Regions from separate parts of the Zea mays genome. Here region 1 is linked to region 2. The links are chromatin contacts, called in public Hi-C maps. All regions are on one chromosome and are shown on one strand. The core of a region is the stretch at or near the end of the contact, and the rest is flanking DNA. Distances in the headings are between cores, read along the strand shown.

What was found. A called contact is a pair of places that touch in the nucleus more often than the background predicts.
Region 1: a contact with region 2 is called in a Hi-C map of leaf, with 8 times the contacts expected there. The contact joins the promoter of LOC100501056 here to the promoter of LOC103632644 in region 2. A contact is called at or near these places in 5 of 25 Hi-C or Micro-C datasets (ear, endosperm, leaf and 1 more).

The regions. Positions count from the first base shown.
Region 1 is chr7:103,127,700-103,130,776 of Zm-B73-REFERENCE-NAM-5.0, reverse strand. LOC100501056 reads left to right here and starts at 1,789. Exons shown (of 3, transcript NM_001195894.1): 1 at 1,789-1,877; 2 at 3,040-3,077. LOC100276574 reads right to left here and starts at 1,038. Exons shown (of 12, transcript NM_001150330.2): 1 at 681-1,038; 2 at 404-573; 3 at 165-277; 4 at 33-74. The coding sequence starts at 867.
Region 2 is chr7:102,780,933-102,783,869 of Zm-B73-REFERENCE-NAM-5.0, reverse strand. LOC103632644 (CRM-domain containing factor CFM3, chloroplastic/mitochondrial) reads right to left here and starts at 1,555. Exons shown (of 9, transcript XM_008654395.2): 1 at 222-1,555; 2 at 1-127. The coding sequence starts at 1,484.

The DNA.
Region 1 (3,077 bases), core at 540-3,039, 350 kb before region 2:
AATATTGTATCAGATCAGATCAAAGACAGCACCCAAACGTGGGGAACCACTGGAGTGCCGAGTGATAGAAGAACCTGATGAGAATAAACAAACCATAAGCTAGTTACTCAGGTCAGTGAAGAAATGAAGCAAAGCTGAGTTGTAGTGTTCATCATAGCACATACTTGCCGGCATCAACAACGATGTTTGTGGTGCCAGACGGGGTGGCGTGGCGCAGAAGGATAGAGGTGTTGCGCCTCCTGTTCGGGTTCCCTGGCTCAGCCGCCTTGGTGCAAACCTGCATGCAGGACAGGACAGGATAACGCAAGCTACACTGAGCAAAAAAAAAAGCAGCATAGACGACGCAATGTTGTTGGGCAATATAGATAGATGGTGAATTGAGGCCAATGGGCAAATGGCATACGGGGCAAATCTTGGTGGGGTGCGTGAGGCAGCTGACGCGCGGGATGCCCTCGCTGGTGCCCGTGCCCAGGAAGATGAGCTCCGACTGCAGCTGCTGGCCCTCCTCCGACGTCGAGGAGCCAGAAACCGCGCCGCTAACGGGAGACGCACGGGCGCCGGAGAAGGAGCGCGCTGGAAGAGAAACAGGTAAGGAAACAACCAGGCGGCGTTACGTCGAGCAGCTGATACGCGGCCGCGCAGGCCGTAAATTTTTGTACAACTTGGAGCGCTTGACGCACCGGATCGGAGGCGCGGGACGAGGCCAAGCCGCGGCGAGGACGCGGACGAGGAGGGAGCGAAGCGCGTCGCGGCGGCGGTGGCGAGGCCGGGGAACGCGCGCGCGATGCGCGATGCCAGCGGCGCCATGTGCGGGGCCTGCGCGCGCAGGAACGCCGCAGTGATCGCACCCGTAGCGGCGCGGGGCATGGTCGTCGCCGCCGGCGGCGGTAGCGGCAGCGGCCGATTCAGAGACGGAGGCGGGTCTCTGACCGACGCTGGCAGGTAGGCCCGGGGTGCCCCTGAGCGTCTGGTGGCAGAGAAAGCTCCAACGCTTTCCGTAATCGGAAAGGCGCACGTCAACTGACAGATGGGCCTAATGTCATCCGGTCCCGCATGTCGGTGAAATGTCTTGACAATGTGAACCACTATTCAATAGGCTGTGGGCTCGATTGGGCCGGGCTAGAGATGGCCAAATGGGCGGCACGGCACGGCCCGGCCCGGGCACGGCACGGTTAGGGTACGATCCGTTTGGCCCGTTTAATAGCCGTGCCGTGCCGGCACGGCACTAGTGCCTAAGGCCAGGCCCAAGCACGGCACTAAGCCTGCTTAGCCGTGCCGTGCCGGCCCGTTTAGCCCATTTAGCCCGTTTAGCCCATATAGCCCGTTTAGCACTATACCACAGAATTTTAGTCAGATATTCACAAACACAGTTAAAACATACTAAAATAGCTAATATTGAACTGTTTAGTGCAATGGCTGACTCATTAAAAACCTATTTAGGTAAAAACTCACCATTGTGAGAAAACCCTAGATAAGAAAAAAGAGTACAACACACAGCTAACTAGTCGTGTTTGGATCTAATCATGCATAATCGTGTCTAACCATGCCTAGAGGCTAATCGTGCCGGCCCAGCGTGCCTGATGCTCGGCCCAGGCACGGCACTACCTATCGGGCCGTGCCGGCACGGGCCCGACACTAGCCGTGCCGTGTCGTGCCCAGGCACTACGGGTCGTGCCGTGCTTCGGGCCGACCCGTTTATCCCGGCCCGGCTGGCCATCTATAGGCCGGGCTGAGGAATATACCCATTGTTTCGTCCGTTTCCTTTGCCCGAACGTGCGCTGTCTCTCGATCCTGCATCTCTGCACCTGCTCGCCTCCCCAGGGAGGCAGGGACAATCGACTTCGCCGGGCGCCGGCTAGCCCCACCGGCGACGACAGGCAAGTGCCCCCCTTCCCCCTCTTCCTCCAACTATCCCCCGTTCGTCTCTCTCTCTCTCTCTGGTTTTTTTGTGTTCATTGGCATCGACGTGAGGACCAACTTGAGACATGGTGTTCGCATGATCTTAGCGCAGTAGGCTGTACCGCTGTAGGAATGATTGATTTGTAGCAGCGCTCATGCTTCCATTGACGATTTAGAGAAAGGGAAAAACTTCTGCCTATTGAATGGATGAAGAGTATTCTTTGCGTCCGGAACCGAGTATTATATCAGTTCCTGTTACCGAATCGGGTAAGTCATAATCTGTAATATGGCGGGTCTTCCAGATTCACTGAAAAAAATGTTTTCTCGAGACTCGCTGAAAAAACTACCCTGGATTCTAAGGTGAGCACCCTGCGTCCTTGATTCTGAAATATCCAACCAAAGCACTGGCTTCTTTCCTAGGCAATCTGTAATGGGGATGGAGGTGTCCATTAAATCATGTCAGTTTTATGCACCTTTGTTAGATGATTGCTGGTGGTTTGGCGGCTGCTTACTATCCAATACCCCCTCTGATTCTAAATAGGTGTCATTTTAGCATTCCTGGTCAGTTCTTTTTCAAGACACTAATATACACCATGTGAGAATTGTATACATTGACAATGTAGGGTAGATAGTACTACATTCATCACAAAAAGGTACTTATATTACAGGGTTCACCTTTTCGTTTTTACTGTTCCGAAATATCGTTTTGATCAAAACAAAGATTGACTTTTGTATTTTAAAATTTGGAACCGGAATAGAGCAAAAACCGGAGCGGGGACGAGAAATTTACCGGTTTCTCGCCCTTTCCGGTCGAGAAATTGAACCATGTTATATTATTTAGTTACGTTTTTATTTTAAATGCTATATTTTTCATAGAAATTTATAGTCTATGTGTCACCTTGTAGAACATGTTGATGCCCTAAACATCATGTATTTTGAAGTAGAGGGAGTAAGCTTTTTACTCAGAACTCTCAATTTACTGTTAGGTGGGTGGTTAATCCTTGTATTGCAAGCTGGCAACCCCCATTTTCTTCTGTTGCAATGAACTGTTTGCACTGTGGTTTATGTGTCCCTTCTCCAAGTGCAGGTCCCAAATTTTACCTTGCTTTTCCTGATGCGTGGAAGCTCTTTCATTTTCAGGCACAGTGGACCACGGAGGAGAAAGTACTCTGCTTTGA
Region 2 (2,937 bases), core at 306-2,805:
CTCCCTTACCCGAATCAATTTCTATAAATTTAGCATATGACTGCACACATTGAAAGTTGTAATTCATTCCCCTATACAACACAACTGATCTCCCTGACCTCCATATAACAACTCCCCCAGTCCTGTCCTGCATGACAAAAGCAAGATCAAGATCACAAATTCTAACCATTTTTCATTGGATTGAAAAACAACAGATAAAAATGAACCATAAAATTATACACCTCTAGTAAATCATGAGTTCTCTTCATGTTCAGGCTTGGAGGGCCTTCAAACCTCATCTTGACCACCTCATCCACCTTCCATTTCCTGTGGATGCTCTCCACTATGTCTTGAGTAACACCCCCTGGCCCAACCTTTATCCTCTCCTTCATCCTCAACGCCGTGTCCCTAAGCCTCCGCAGTTCAGGCTCTGGAATAGACCTCTCGGCCAGCTCCGTGTTGCTGCGCCTCACCGCCCTGCCACCGCTGAATGCCTCATCATCTTCCTCCTCCCTTTCCCATGGCAGGAGTGCAGGGCCCAATTTCTGGACAAAATCTTCTGCATTAGACAACTCAACCGTGGCATTCGGGTCACTTTCCTCCATCGAATTCCTCAATGTTTTAACTATGGTGTTTACACTGCTCTGCATCATACTCCTATCGAACCTGCTACCATAAGCATCTTTGTCCACTGACAAATCCACTCCATATGAAGAATTCATAGTTGGTGTGGCATAATCATCATAAAATTCATCTTCTAAACCCCCAGTAAGAAGCTCCTCACCATTATCCGTCTCTTCCTTATCCTCATCCACCAAGCCCAGTTCATCATCAGAAGCATCACGAATGTCCAACCTTTCCTCCTCTTCGGCCACCGGACCGGAAACCCCCCTATCATTGGTCGATTCCTCCCTGTGAATCCATGGCGCAGAGAATGGGTGGCTCCCAAGCAGATAGCTCGGCCGAAAATGCGATCCATCGTCCTGCTCCCGTGCCGCTTGGTCCGGTACTGCGGTGGTGTCGCACGCCCCTTCCTCTACTCGAACTCCTTCGTCATCGGAGGAGCCGCCAGCAAAGTAGTCCACGATGGAGCGCAACGTTGCGCTTGAGCCTCCACCACTGCGTTTTTGATCGCCCGCATCACCACTTCCTCGGCCAGCCCGGTGCGGCAGCGAAGGCGGCAAAGGCGACTGCTGCTGAGGTTGTTCCCAGGGGACCGAGGCACGCTGGGAAGGTGCCCGGGCGGACCAGCGGCGGAGGGCCTGTTCCTCAAAACTCGGCTTGAGGGGCCTGCTCTTATTCTTGCTCTTCCTTCCAACTGCGCCGTCCGACGCCACCGGCGAGGAGGTCGAGGGAGAAGACGTCGATGCGGGAGGACAGGTGGAGACGCTTGAGGTGGCGGTGGTAGTTCTAGTGCATCTGAGACAGGGTAGCCGTGCTGGTCGGGGAGCGGAGAGAAATGGAGGCGTCGTGGAGAGGGCGGGAGGTGGCAAGAGCAGCGCCATTGGAGGTGGGAGAGAAGGCTGGGGGCAGGTAGGAACTGACGAAGGCGAAGGGATATGGAGGGGCAGCCGGGCAGGGCTTTTGACGGGCCTTGGATTTTGGACCCTTATGTTGGACGTGGGCTGCCATTTAGGGCTGGGCAAAGTACTCGTGGCTCGTGAGCTCGCTCGACTCGTGGTCAGCTTGAATTGACTCGACTTGGCTTGTTTCAATTTTATCACGAGCTGAGCTAACTTCTCAGCTCAGTTCGTTAATGAGCCAGCTCGAATGAGCTAGCATTTATCTATAAAACAAAGTCTATACTTGTATTGGATGAATTAATAAGTGATGAACTATGTTAGTTTAGGGCTTAAATGATATGATATATAAAATTATGAGTATTGTTAGTCTTTTCTAGTGTTAAATTAGTATGAAATTAACTAGCAATTGATTATATTGTTGTATATATACATGTATACTATTTTTTGTTGTGGCTCGCGAGCTAAACGAGCCGAGCCGAGCTGGTTCTCTGGCTCGGTTGCTTAATGAGCCGAGCCGAGCCAGCTCGTTCTCTTAACGAGCTAGCTCGAGCTCGGTCGAGCCGAGCCGAGCTGGCTCGATATCCACCCCTACTACCATTGGATGATCTAAAAAATGGTAAGACTGAGAACGAGTCATTTTAATCTACCTCATCTATTTCTGAGGTTCTTTAAAAACATATTTATGGGATCGATTTCCTTCATTATATATACAGCACGTAAGATGGCAACGGATCGGATATTGGAAATATCCGCCCGCAGACATATCCACGGTCATAGATAATATCCGCTCGTGACTATATCCACGGGTAGAAATTCATATCCATATCCACCATCGGGTTTCGAATATCCATTGGATATCCATCGGATATGATAAAGAACCATTTTTAGCAATTGAATAACATAATTAATCAAATTTCTTCCCAATTCAACATCATACATAACTTAAAATTTAATAAAAAAATTAAACAAATATACATGTCCTTCAACAAGCAACATTCTCAACATGATAAAAATACATGTCTACATGTCTCAACATGAAAACAAATACATGACAATCAATATTGATCCGACCCAAGTGTAGTGTTGAGCACTTGAGCTAGCGCTATAGTAGCTATGTTTGAATTTTTTTAGTCAATGATAGTAGAATCATGTTCATCCTGGCAATAATGGACTAATGGTTAATTTCGGATATCCAACGGATTACCCGCGAGTGAGATTTAATATACAAATCCATGCCCACTTTATCTCGGATCGGATACGGGTCTAACCCGCGGGTCAAAAAACATATCCATATCCTTATCCATCGGGTCGGATATCCGACGGATATCCAAATCCACGGATTAAATTGCCATCCCTAGTCAACACGGATGTTGGTATCTCAATTATTAAAATTGTTTTTACATCTTAGTTTTTGCATATATAATGTCAGGTAAGC